Regions from separate parts of the Sus scrofa genome. Here region 2 is linked to region 1. Evidence: chromatin contacts called from public Hi-C data. All regions are on one chromosome and are shown on one strand. Each heading gives the region's core, a stretch centred on a gene start, on an enhancer-like site or on the middle of the called end of the contact. The rest is flanking DNA. Distances are from core to core; before and after follow the strand shown.

What was found. A called contact is a pair of places that touch in the nucleus more often than the background predicts.
Region 2: a contact with region 1 is called in a Hi-C map of embryonic fibroblasts, with 2.3 times the contacts expected there. The contact joins two enhancer-like sites. A contact is called at or near these places in 4 of 47 Hi-C or Micro-C datasets (embryonic fibroblasts, epiblast stem cells, fetal heart ventricle and 1 more).

The regions. Positions count from the first base shown.
Region 1 is chr1:250,616,896-250,623,787 of Sscrofa11.1, forward strand. No RefSeq gene overlaps it. Among named protein-coding and RNA genes, the nearest start is that of PTPN3, 37 kb to the left of the region's middle. Within about 2 kb of position 3,001, at least 2 of the 83 cell types and tissues checked have an H3K27ac peak or open chromatin away from gene starts, as enhancers often do.
Region 2 is chr1:250,792,573-250,799,464 of Sscrofa11.1, forward strand. No RefSeq gene overlaps it. Among named protein-coding and RNA genes, the nearest start is that of PALM2, 28 kb to the right of the region's middle. Within about 2 kb of position 2,894, at least 12 of the 83 cell types and tissues checked have an H3K27ac peak or open chromatin away from gene starts, as enhancers often do.

The DNA of each region.
Region 1 (6,892 bases), core at 1,751-4,250:
TCTTTCAAAATGCTTGTCTATTTCATCTAAGTTGTTGAGTTTATTGGCAAAAATCTTTTCACAGTATTCTTTTATCGTCCCTGTAATTACTGTAAACTTAGTAGCAATGTCCCCCTTATCATTTCTGATATTGATAATTGTGTTTTTTTTTCCTTTTGGACTTGATCCATCTGGCTGAACGTTTGTCATGTTTGTTGATTTTTTTCAGGGAATGTGCCTTTAGTGTAGGTAATTTTTGGGGGGGTTACTATATTCCATTTCATTGATTTCTGCCTAGACAATTAATCTTGGACTTCACTTATTCTTGTCCTGTTACATTGTTAAAATTTTAAATGTAGAGGAATTAAAACCTTAGAAAGTAAGAATTTCCCATGGTCCAATCCCCCTGAGGTAACTGTCTTTTTACCAACACTCCATTTGCCAAAGGCATACCAAAGGACTTGACCTTCTTCTCATCCATTACCTGCCTTTGAACGTGTGTGCCTTTGCTCTTGCCATTCCTTCAGAAAGGAATATTCTGCCTACCTTTCTCTACCTGGTGAATTCATAGTTATTGAGGTCCATCTCCAATGCCACCTCCTCCTTAAAGTTTCCTTTAGTTCTTCCCATCAGAGTTTGTTCTCTTCTCTGTGTACCATGAGTCTGTACATGATTAGGTGACCGTGTTCATTGGAAGGGTAGAATTTGAATATGGTCCATTTGCTCCAAAGTCCACCCTCTTCTGTCCTGTACTCCTTCCTTGGAATTTTTCTTTTTCATTTTGCTTTTTAGGGCTGCACCTGAAGCATATGGAAGTTCCCAGGCTAGGGGTCAAATTGGAGCTATAGCTGCTGGCCTACACCATAGCCACAGCAATGCAGGATCAGAGCTGTGTCTGTAGCTACACCACAGCTCATGGCAATGCCAGATCCTTGACCCACTGCGTGAGGCCAGGGATCAAACCTGCATCCTCATGGATACTAGTCGGGTTTGTTTCTCCTACACCAAAACGGGAACTCCCTGGAATTTTTCTATTGTATTTTAGAGCAGTTTTCTATGATTCTTGACTTGTCATACTCCTTTTGTTTATTTCTTTTAATTGAGATATAATTCACATACCATAAAATTCACCTTTTTAAGGTGTACAACGATTATAGGATTTTAATCCCAAATTTCTTTATGGAAGGAATTATAGTTTCCTTAGTATTTCCAGTTCCTGGTACAGCACTTAACACTCAACAATAAAACACTCAATAAATGTTTTCTGAATAAAGAAAATAAATGTTTACTATATGCTCTATGCCAGCATTTCTCAAACTCAACATGCATGCAGATCACCCAGGGAGAGTGTTAAAATGCAGATTTTGATTTGGAAGCGGAATCTGAGATGTAAATTTCTAATAAGGTTTTACGTGATGCCCATGCTGCTGAGCAGAGGTCCACACTTTGAATTGCAAAGCTCAAATGTTCCTACTCTTGCAGTTCCCAATGTGGCTCAGCAGGTTAACACCCAACTAGTATCCAAGAGGATGCGGGTTGGACCCCTGGCCTCACTCAGTGGGTTAAGGATCCAGCGTTGCTGCAAGTAGCAGCATAGTTTGCAGAGGCGGCTTGGATCTGGCCTTGCTGTGGCTGTGGCATAGGCCAGTTTTGTTCCTACTCTGTAGAGTAAAGGTAATTCTCCTGAAATCCCACAAGAGGGCGCAATGGGCAAACATTTCTAGTGCTATTTATACTTGCAGTGAATGAATTCATGTGTGTTCCCTTCAGCAGCTATTTTGCTAATTATTATTTATTTCATGGAACAGGCACAGTAGATATCTCTGTATACTAAAAATAGACTTTCCTTTAAGCCACTTCATTTGAAGAATTCACCGAGATTATGCTCATAGAAACTGGAAAAGATACCTGTTTAGAAGTGTCAAGTAAGAATAGCACTAATAAATGATTATATATGAAAGGTCTGAAAGATGTGAAAATAATGATGATAGTAATAATAAAAGTAATAATGATAGTAGCAGTTATTTATTGCTACCTATTAAATGTATAGTATTGTACCACCTGCCTCAGATAAATGATTTCACTTAATCCTCACAACCACTTCATGAAATAGGTAATATTGCCCTCATTTTATAGGTAAGAATATCGATGCTAAGAGAAAATTAAATAAAATGCCAAAGTCTGGAAGTCATAATTGGAAGCAAAGAATTTTATCATCCTCCATCTTTTTCCAAAGGTCACTCTGCTATGTGCTGTGTTGCTTCCTGGGAATTTTCTATTGGGGTTTAGAGCAGTAATCTATGATTCTTCATTTGCCATACCCATTTAAAGAAATTGAGATATGATTCGTATGCTATACTATTCACCCTTCTAAAGCACGTAGTTCACTGGCATAAACATAAGATTGTACAACCATCATCACTACCTACTCCCGGAATATTTTGGTCACCCCCAAGAGAAGACCGTGCCCATCACCAGCGTGTCCTCATTTTTCCTTCCCCAACACCTGAAAAGCACTAATTTATCTTCTATTTCCATCTCTATGAGTTTCGCCTATTCCAGGCATTTCATGTGAATGGAATCAAACAATACGTGGCCTTTTGGGTCTGGCTTTTTCCACTGGCATAATGTTTTCAAAGTTCATCTGCGCTAAAGCATATATTGGTCCTTTATTCATTTTTAGGTCTGAATAATATTCCATTGTATGGATGTATTGCATTTTGTTTATCCATTCATTGGTTGACAGACATTTTTTTCCCCACTTTTTAGCAATTATGAATAATGTAGCTCTGAACATTTAGGTACACTTTATCTTGTTGACATAAGTTTTCCATTCTTTTAATACCAGGGAGTGGAATTGCTGGATTACATGTTAACTCTGTGTTTAGCTTTTTGAGGGACTTCTGGACTGTCTTTCATAGTCACTGCACCGTTTCACATTCCCACCAGCAGTTTTTTCCATATATTCATCAATCCTTCTTATCGATTTATCATGCTCTAGTGATAATGAATTAATTGAAGGGGATATCATCAAATTCTTAAATGTGTCTACATGAGATGCCCTTAATTTTTTAAAGCCATGAATGGGCTTCTGGGTACTATTGTAAAAAGATTGCTGAACTGGCTTCTTTCTCATTAACTATAGTTCTTTGTCATGAACTGTGTGACCCTGTATCATGATCCAGCCCTTTGGACTCTCAGCGGTAGATCTGGGATAATAAAACTTGCCTGGTTTCCCTGGTGGTCTTGGCCTGAAGTTAAAACCCTATAGTAAGGCAGGGGAAAAGCACTTTCACAAATGAGAGAGTTGCCACAAAGTTAATGGATTTTAAACACCAGTGCCCCTCTCTTGCATGGCCTCTTTCCAAGGCTCCTGTCTCTGGCTACTCTGTTACCCTTCTCCTCTAGTGGGATGGCCAAGGGCTTGTTGAGTCACAGTGACTTTGTTGCAAATGGCAGGAGTTCATATTTCTTTTATGGATGAGTACTATTCTAGTGTGTGTATGTATGTACATATCTATCTATATCTGTATGGAATTTATATGGATTTTCCATAGGAAATTTCCCAGGCCAGGGATTGACTCTGAGCCACAGCTGCGACCTACACAACAGCTATGGCAGCACCAGATCCTTACTCACTGCACTGAGCTGGGGGTCAAACACTCAGCACCAACATAGAGACAAGACAGATCATGAACCCACTGCGCCACAGCAGGAACACTTATGTTTTTGAAGTAGTGTTTTCATATTCTCTAGTTAAATACCCTGAAGTGAAATAGCTGGATGCTATCGAAGTTCTATTCTTAGTTTTCTGAGGAATCTCTCTCTCTCTCTCTTTTTTTTTTTTTTTTTTTTTTTTTTTTTTTTTGCTTTTTGCTTTTTGGGGCTGCACCTGAGGCATTTGGAGGTTCCCAGGCTAGGGGTCCAATCAGAGCTACAGCTGCTGGCCTACATAACAGAGAGCAACACCAGATCTGAGCCGTCTGCAACCTACACCACAGCTTATGGCAATGCCAGATCCTTAATCCACTGAGCGAGGCCAGGGATCGAACCTGCAACCTCATGGTTCCCAGCCAGATTCATTTCCACTGCACCACGATGGGAAATCCTGAGGAATCTCTTGGCTGTTCTCCATAGCGGCCACACCACTTTATATTCCCACCAGCAGTGCGTGAGTGTTCACTTTGCTCCACATCCTCATGGCTGTGGCTGGTTGTGTGCTGGGCACTCTGGCTGCAGTGTCTGGTGTGATAATCCCAGCGAGGGTGTGAGGAAGGCACCCCTTGACACATGCAGAGACTGAAGTTCAGAGGCTCTGTATGACCTGCTCAATGTCACACGACTACAAAGTCGAACCACTGCAAGTCACGCTCATCTCTGATCATCCCAGAGTCTAGGTTGTTCCTCTGAACCTCAACTCCAACTTCAGAACCTCCTCTCTTTTTTTTCAAACTGCCTGAAAAAGAAATTCAAAAACACCTACTACATAGTAACTCCTTTTAAAAAATAAAAATACTGAACGTCCTTAGAACTGTCGAAGAAGCAATCACTTGTTCGTTGCAGAACAACCTGGGGACCTTAGAAATGTGAAAAGCATTAAAAAAAAAAATCGCTGTGCTTTCTTGGGCTGAGAGTGAACAGAAAAATGACCTGCCTTTCCTACCTAACCCCCGCATTAGGGGAACAAGGAAACTTTGTGTATCCATCAGTTCCAGAAGGGGGGGGGTCGTGTCTGTGAGTAAAAGAGCAAGTTTCATCTTAGCCTTTGAGAATGATGTCTTTTCATGTCTTCCTGGGGTACCTGAAGCCCTGCCAGACTCGTGAGTGAGAAACCAGACCCACTCACCCTGGCCGTCTGCACCAGCCCCTCCAAATCTGAGGCTCTTTCAGGGGCATAAGTGCACCCTTGTCCTTGGGGCTCTGTTCACATGTTATTCTTTACATCACATGCATGCTCTTTACAGCCGTCTCTACATGTGGAACATTTCATAATGTGGTTCGAAAGTTCTGCTTACAAATGTAACACAAAGTAAGACTAATATTTTCAAAAGAAAGAGAGAAAAAAAGCTTTGAATAGCAGAATGGATAAATGAAACAGTCATACATTTCTTGGACTACTAGACAGTTAAAAGAGTGGGCTTGGAGTGTTGTGGCTCATCAGGTTAAGAACCTAAACAGTATCCATTAGGATGCGGGTTTTGTCCCTGGCCTCACTCAGTGGGTTAAGGATCCAGGGTTGCAGTTAGCTGGAGTGTAAGTTGCTGTCATGGCTCAGACACCGCAGTACAGTTGTAGCTGTGGTGTAGACTGGCAGCTGCAGCTCCAATTGGACCCCTAGCCTGGTAACTTCCAGATGCCGTGGGTGCGGCCCTAAAAAGACCAAAAATGAAATAAAATAAAATAAAATAAAAACATTGTTGTAAGAAAAGAGCATGTTGCAAAATGACATGCACAGCATATTTACATACATGTAAAAATAATAAACAATCTATAGATTTCCAATGGATATTGTCATTGGTAAAACTGTGTATTAAGGATGGAATACCAATCCTAGAATGGTGGTTACTTTGGCAGCTGCACCGTGGTGGATGTGCTGTGGGAACCGAGATTAATGGACACATAGGAGGACTTCAGCTTTGTCTATAACAGTTGTTCAAAGTGCAGTCTGAGGATCCATAAAATCCCCATGACCCCCTTGGGGGTTCTTTGGATTCAAAACTATTTTCATAGCAGCATGAAGATGTTATTTGCCTATTTCATGGTGTTGACATTTGCACTGATGGTGTAAAACCAGTGGTGTGTAAAGCCATCCCTTACTGGGAATCAGGGAGTCATCATTGTATATGCTGCTGCCGAGCATAGGAGTGAAAAAACAAACCTTCCAGTTTCACTTAAGGATGGTCGAAGGTGGAGTTCCTGTTGTGGTGCAGCAGAAACAAATCTGACTAGGAACCATGAGGTTGTGTGTTCAATCTCTGGCCTCATTGCTGTGGCTGTGGTGTAAGTCAGCAGCTCTAGCTCTGATTATACCCTTAGCCTGGGAACCTCCATATGGCATGAGTACAGCCCTAAAAGGCAAGAAAAAAGAAAAAAAAGAGAATGATTGAAGGAAATGGTGAGAATTATTAATTTGATTAAATCTTGGCCTTTGCGTTCATTTTAAAACTATTCTGAGTGCTGGCATGTACGGGTGCGGAGACCAGCTCAGCAGGATGGGGCTGAAGAACGGGTGCTGTGAAACTTAAAGAAAAAGTTAACATAAAACAAGACACAGAGACATTTATCTTAAGTAAAGGTGGGAACCGGGGGACTCAAGGTCTCAGGGACCAAGAGCCCCCCCTCAAGAAACCACACTGCTTTCATTGTGCTCTTTAGGATTATTTCAAGTGAGGAGGCGGCTATGGGTGGAGGATATAGGGTTTGTTTATTATTTCATAAGTTCTTTTATTATTTTAAAAGTCACTTAGCTGGTAGAAGGTTAATCTTTTGCTCTGACCTTTAGGCACATAACAATCATTAGCATTTGCATTAGCTATCTATGCACAGCATTTCAGAGAATCCTCACTGTGCTTCCGCAAACACAAACGACAACGTGCCTAAGTTTGCACCTCGGTTCTCTTTGCTAATGCATATTCTGCTAATGACCGCTCATAAACCACTTGGCCATGAGGTTCCTTATTCCTTAGAGGACGCATCATGCTTGTGCAAACGGCATGCCAATCTGCACAGGTCCAGCGCGCCTAGACCAGCGTGTTATGTCCTCATTCAGCTGACCCTAGGAATAGCTTATGCCTTTAGGTCTTTTTTCTTAAGCTTAATTCATTTACCAGCACCGTGACTGTTTTTCAAGCAGGAAGATGGGATAACATAAAGTAGGAAGAGGCTAAGAAAATATTGTAGAAACATGTCTCGC
Region 2 (6,892 bases), core at 1,644-4,143, 180 kb after region 1:
AAACAACACAGCATTCATATCTTTTGAAATTTAAGCCTTTCTTAAGACCCATAACGCTTTCTACCTTGCATTGTGGTTATTTATGATGTGTATTTCCTAATACATTTTGAGAACTGGGGACACACTTTGCTTTAGAACCTAGCACAGTGCTTGGTATATCATAGATTCTGAATGAATGAATGACCAAATGCACTCTTTTTTCTTGTTTAGTATGTGAATGTACTCACTTGTTTATGTTCCATATAGACATTTTATTTTATTTTATTTTTATTTTTTTTGTCTTTTTGCCATTTCTTGGGCCACTCCTGTGGCATATGGAGGTTCCCAGGCTAGGGGTCCAATTGGAGCTGCAGCTGCCAGCCTACACCAGAGCCACAGCAACGCGGGATCCGAGCCACGTCTGCAACATACACCACAGCTCTCAGCAACGCCGGATCCTTAACCCACTGAGCGAGGCCAGAGATCGAACCCGCAACCTCATGGTTCCCAGTTGGATTCGTTAACCACTGTGCCACGAGGGGAACTCCCATATAGATATTTTAAAAATAGAAATAGAGGAGTTCCCACTGTGGTTCAGAGGGTTAAGAACCTGACAGTATCAGTGAGGATGCAGGATTGATCCCTGGCCTCGCTCAGTGGATAAAGGATCCAGCACTGCCACAAGCTATGCTGTAGGGTGCAGATGCAGCTCAGATCCAGTGATGTCATGGCTGTGGCTAGGCCAACAACTGCAGCTCCAACTCAACCCCTAGCCTGGGAACTTCCATATGCGGCAAGTGTGGCTATAAAAAGGAAAACATAAAAATAGAAATAGAAAAATCACAAAGTCATTGGAATGGGATGAAAATGGAAATGAGAAAGGGATAAAAATATGCCTGAAAGTGAAAATCTCCCGAGCAGTATTAAAATCCTTATTAGAAACAGTAAATAACTGAACTGAAGCAGTGCAGGACTGAGCCATTATTAGGGAAGATAAATTAGAAACATCTCTCGAAATGCAGAGAAAAAGGAAAAAGATCTGTAAATGACAGGAGAGATATATTGTTAAATATGGCAAGCCAGGAATGGATTTACAATCTCAAAATTATGTTTATTTTTGAGTTAGTAAGAATAGCTGGAACAGAAAACGTTGTGAAGTGTTCCAAGAGACAATTTTCTGTACTGAAACTCAGAGTACGGTTGTCATACTCCATGCAAAATGAGTGACAATATTTCTGCATCACAAGGATAAAGCAAAATATCTTGCAAATCTCAGCTGAGGTTGTCTAACTTCATGGCCTGGGGGCAATTTTCCACTCAGTTTCTTCATCTTGAAAGGAAAAGCTTGGCAGACGGCTGCTAGGTCCTTGCTAGACGTGACTATCTTCTGATCTCAATATTTTGTGGGTCTAGAACAGGGAGTGACTATTTGAACACCACACTTGAGAAAAAGGAAGCAATCGCGGTCAGTGGTTGTAAGTCACCCCACAACCAAGGCTCTCCTTCTCCTTAACGTCTTTTGCTCCCTGTGTTAAGCAGGTTCCAGGAATGTTTTAAGCACCACCCCCACCCCACTGTTCTCATAGTAACATCAGACCTCATAGTTCGGCCGTGTTCACTTCTTGCTCTGTTCCTCTCTTCCACAACCGTCAGCGATGAAGACACCTTCTCCCTGAACTCCCCTTGTGTCCCTTTAAGTCTGTGTCCTTTTTAGTCCCTTTAAGCGCACTGATCATTTTGGGCTCGCATAGCCCCTTCGTTCAAGCCTAGGCACCAAGCAAATTTTCCGACAGCGTATTCAGGGTTTCAGTGCCATCTCAGAAGGGAACACAGTTTCCATCTTGCTCATTGTTAGAGCCCTGCAATTAGCTCTTAGGAACTACCTTACGTGAAATGGCAGGAAGGCAGATCCAAATTATTTAAGCCCTCTCTATTGCCAGAGACAGATATGGGCTCCATTTGAGAGGGAGCTCATTGCTCAAAGTTTTCACTTCCTCTGTAACTTGATTTGTTGGCTGAAGTGGACGCTGTCTCCCTTCTTTCCTTTTCTCCGCAGTAAACTCTAGGAGCCATGTGTGTATGTGAGTGTGTGTGTATGTGTCTATGTATTTGCAGACATGTACAGAATTAGCTCCAAGAAGGAATAGACAGGCACCGCATCAGTCAGAATAGACCCTCACTCCCTCTCCTGTTTTGCTAAGTCACACTCCAGGTTATCTAAAAAGTCACTCAGGGGAGTTCCCATAATGGCACAGTGGAAACAAATCTGACCAGTATACATAAGGATGCAGGTTCGGATTCCTGGCCTTACTCAGTGGGTTGGGGATCTGGTGTTGCCTTGAGTTAGGGGTGTATGTTGCAAATGCAGCTTGGATCCTGTGTTGCTGTGCCTATGGTGTAGGCTGGCAGCTGCAGCTCCAATTCGACCCCTAGCCTGAGAACATCCATATGCCGTGAGTGTGGCCCTAAAAGTAAAATAAAATAAAATAAAATAAAATAAAATAAAATAAAATAAAATAAAATGTCACTCAGGAGTTCCCTGGTGGTTCAGCAGGTGAAAGAGCCAGTGTTGTCAGTGCTGTGGCTCTTGTTACTGCTGTGGCATAGGTTTAGTCCCTGGTCTGGGAAGTTTTACAAACTGCAGACATGGCCTAGATAAATAAATAAATAAATAGAACTGGGGAGGAAAAAAAAAAAAAGGTCACTCAGCTTCTATATTTTTAGCAACACTAAAAATAGGGGAAAAGTATCAATTCTATGAACAATAAACACATTTAGGACAAAAGTGGCAGAGAGACCGTAAAGCCCCCTGGGACGTGTTTCAAAGGCATCTTTTCCCTACGTGAGCTTGCAGAGGTGCAGCTGCCAGGGCGCCTTGGCCTCTGCACTTGATTTACACAATGGTCTGGCTTGCCCCATCTGTGACCACGCAGCTCGGCACTGGGCTTCATAAATTCAGACCCCAGAATACGGTTTATTTGTTCTCTGACTCCATCCAAAACGTTCCAGGGAAGCCAACTCCCCTCACCCCATTAAAAAGGTATACTACGTGTTTTTACTAGCCCATGGAGCTTGGCGTTAGGAGGTAACAATACGCGCTTTGTTACTCCACAAGTTTGCCCTGCCGTGTGCTGGAATTTTTGCCAGGGGTCTGCTGGTCTTTCCCAAGAGGGTTCGCAGTCCCGAGGAGCACTTCAAACTGCCGAAGGGCTGGCCTGAGCCTTGCCTTTTATGGTATTTTCCTTCTGCACGAGGGGATGACAACCACTTAGAGTGTCAGCCAGCGAGAAGCAGTTGACAGCAAAAAATGCGCTCTGCTCTTAGTCCCAGGAGGTCCTATCTGCCTTGAACTGTTGGTCTTTGAGCCCCCTCTCTGATACTGAATTTGGGAATGCCAGCGGGTTTGGAGGGAAGTGGGAGCCACTTAGAAAATTTCACCAGATAATTCTAGTTTAGAAAGCACAAAAGGACGTCTTCCCCTCCACCCTCATAAGTTAGTTAATAAGCACAGGGCGCAAGAAGCTCCCAAATAAATGGAAGAAAGGGAGCTAAATACAAGCTACGGAGTCAGTGCTTGATCATTTATGCTAATATTTTAAAACTTATTTTATTGAAGTAGCTTTGGTTTACAATGTTGTGTTAATTTCTGCTGTGCAGCAAAGTGACTTAGTTACATGTATATATTTATTCTTTTTTCCATTCTTCCATTATGGTTTCTCACAGGATATTGAATATAGTTCCCTGTGCTATGCTGTAGAACCTTATTTACATAGGCTAGTATTTAATTGTTTAATTCAATCTTTAGGTCAGAGTTAACAGAGGCAAGTCTACTTATTAATTATCAGCTCTTATTAGTGAATAATTATAGCTATATCGAACTAACCTCGCATGCACAGAGTCTAGTGTTCTAGCCCAGTAGATAAAAAGCACCAGCAATATCCCCTGGAGGTTGAAGGGAGGATGGTATAGGTCTGGTTCAGGCACTGTTGCAAGTGTCTCAGATACTGGGATCTCATTTAATCATCACAGCAACCAGATGACGTAGATTTTGCCGATGAGGAAACAAAGGTACAGAGAGATTAAGAAACTTGTCCAAAGTCACACAGCTGGTTAGTGGAAGCCTAGAGTTTAAACCCAGGCACTCTGGCTCCATGGGGATTTTGACAGACACATTGGGTGACGTGCAGTGGGCATGACAAAGGGGACAGAAGGAACAAGAGCAAAAGCATGGAGGAGGGACTAGGCACACATCTGGTTGGACTGAAGCATGTGTAAGAAGGTGGTGGGAAGTCACACTAGAAACATAAGGTACTGCTGTGTTACGGAAGCCTTGAATGCCGATGCGAATGCTCCGTAATTATTATTACCACTGCTCCTGCTACAAGCCAATTGTTTTCATAGGTTTTTTTTTTTCATTGTTTATGGTGTATCTAGACAAATACACAGTAGTTGAGCTCTATTTTGCAGGCACCTAAAGAATGGTCACCAGCTGCCAAATTCATCAGCCTCATTTCTTTGCCCTTGACCTACAATTGGTTGATGTTAAGCCACCACACTGATGAATACCACACTGTTAGAAAGTCTCTGGTATTGGGTCTTTTATTAAAAATGTCTTCTTACATGGATACTTTACTCTGGAAATTCTATTTGATTCCATTTCTAAGTAATGCTGTACATAACTGCCTCAGTAGTAATGTTTGGGCTTCATGTAGACTTTGATATAAACCCGCCCACAATTATGCAAAATCATAAGAAGAACCAAAGAATCAAATAGTTCTTCGTGCCAGTCACTTGTATGTCACAGAGCAGCCTTTCTGAGTAAAAGGCATCATCAAACGTGATTTCACTAAATGTTGCCTTGTGTATGTGGGTGGGGGCAGTAAATATTGAACCAGAAAGTAAGGTTCCTCCCATTTCCAGAAGACTAGCAACCTAAATGTCCATCGACAGAGGACTGGATAAAGAAGATGTGGTGCATATATACAGTGGACTATTACTCAGCCATAAAAAGAATGAAATAATGCTATTTGTAGCAACATGGGTAGAACTAGGGAGTATTATACCAAATGAAGTTAGACAGTGAAAGATGACATCCTATGAAGGGACACAAATGAACTTATTTGCAGAACAGGAACAGATTCACAGACTTTGAAAAACTTATGGTTACCAAAAGGGACAGGTGTGTGTGTGGGGGTGGGGTGAAGGGATGGACTAGGGGTTTGGGGTTGGCATATGCACACTGAGGTATATGGAATGAATGGCCAATGGGGACCTGCTGTATAGCACAGAAACTTCTACCCGATATTCTGTGATAATCTATGTGGGAAGAATCTGAAAGAGAATGGATGTGTATACGTGTATAACTGAATCCCTTTGTTGTACAGCAGAAATGACCACAGCATTGTAACTCAACTGTAGTTCAATAAAACTTTACAAAATGGAAAAAAAAAAGATTATGACTCCATAATTTTAAAGATCACAAGATGGTGCCACCAAAAGTATTATTTTGACCAGTTTTATCAAAATATTTACCAGTCCAAACTGAGTTTTATGCTATTACAATACACAATACACGGCTGTCTTCTTTTTCTTTTTCTTCTTCGTCTTTTTTTTTTTTTTGAGGGCCACACCTGCAGCATGTGGAAGTTCCCAGGCTAGGAATTGAATCAGAGCTACAGCTGCCAGCCTACACCACAGCCACAGCAATGCAGGATCCAAGCCGTGCCTGTGACCTATGCAATAGCTCAAGGCAATGCCAGATCCTTAACCCACTGAGTGAGGCCAGGGATCGAACCCACATCCTCATGGATAGTAGTTGGATTTGTTACTGCTGAGCCACAACAGGAACTCCCAAGACTATCTTCTTGTTTATATACTTGATTTATAAGTTTAGAGCACTTATTTGACTCATCATTTGGAATGAAGTTGGGTTGTGCTTTTTCACTTGAATGGAGGGACCAGGAAGGTGAGGGAGAAGAGAGGTTATGAGCCATGGCAAATGTGCCCAGCCCCTCTGTTCTTTCCCTTTTTTTTTTTGTCTTTTGTTGTTGTTGTTGCTATTTCTTGGGCCGCTCCCGCGGCATATGGAGGTTCCCAGGCTAGGGGTCGAATCGGAGCTGTAGCCACCAGCCTACGCCAGAGCCACAGCAACTCGGGATCCGAGCCGCGTCTGCAACCTACACCACAGCTCACGGCAACGCCGGATCGTTAACCCACTGAGCAAGGGTAGGGACCAAACCCGGAACCTCATGGTTCCTAGTCGGATTTGTTAACCACTGCGCCACGACGGGAACTCCTTTTTTTTTTTTTTTTTTTTTTTTTTTTTGCTTTTTAGGGCTGCACCCGCAGCATATTTAAGTTCCCAGGCTACGGGTCGAATTGAAGCTACAGCTCCCGGCCACAGCCACAGCAACACAGGATCCTAGCTGTATCTGCAACCTATACCACAGTGCACAGCAACGCCAGATCCAAACCCCAGGGATTGAATCCGAATCCTCATGGATCCTAGTTAGGTTCATTACTGCTAAACCATGATAGGAACTCTCTTTCTTTCCTTTTTGACTTTAGCTGAGCTGCCCTTCTGCACTAGGGGCACATAAACTGCCCACACCCTTGTTCCCAATAGGGCACTAAACCCTGGAGCTAATGAGCTACTGTAAGAGGAACAAGAAAAATGAGGCAAGGATGGGGGTTTACAAGATGGCAATCCCATTTTATCTTTGCTTTTTTCCTACCTTGATGAAATACTTTGTGATATTGATACCAATTTATTAGAAACAGAGTAGTGATGTTTCCTTAGTTAAATGCCTAGTCTCATGGGTTGTCGTGTGGTATCTTGTCATGAGTGACAGTGACACATTTATGCTCTGGATCTGGGAATTGCAGTGTGAGGTTGGGATGGGAAGTGTTCTTC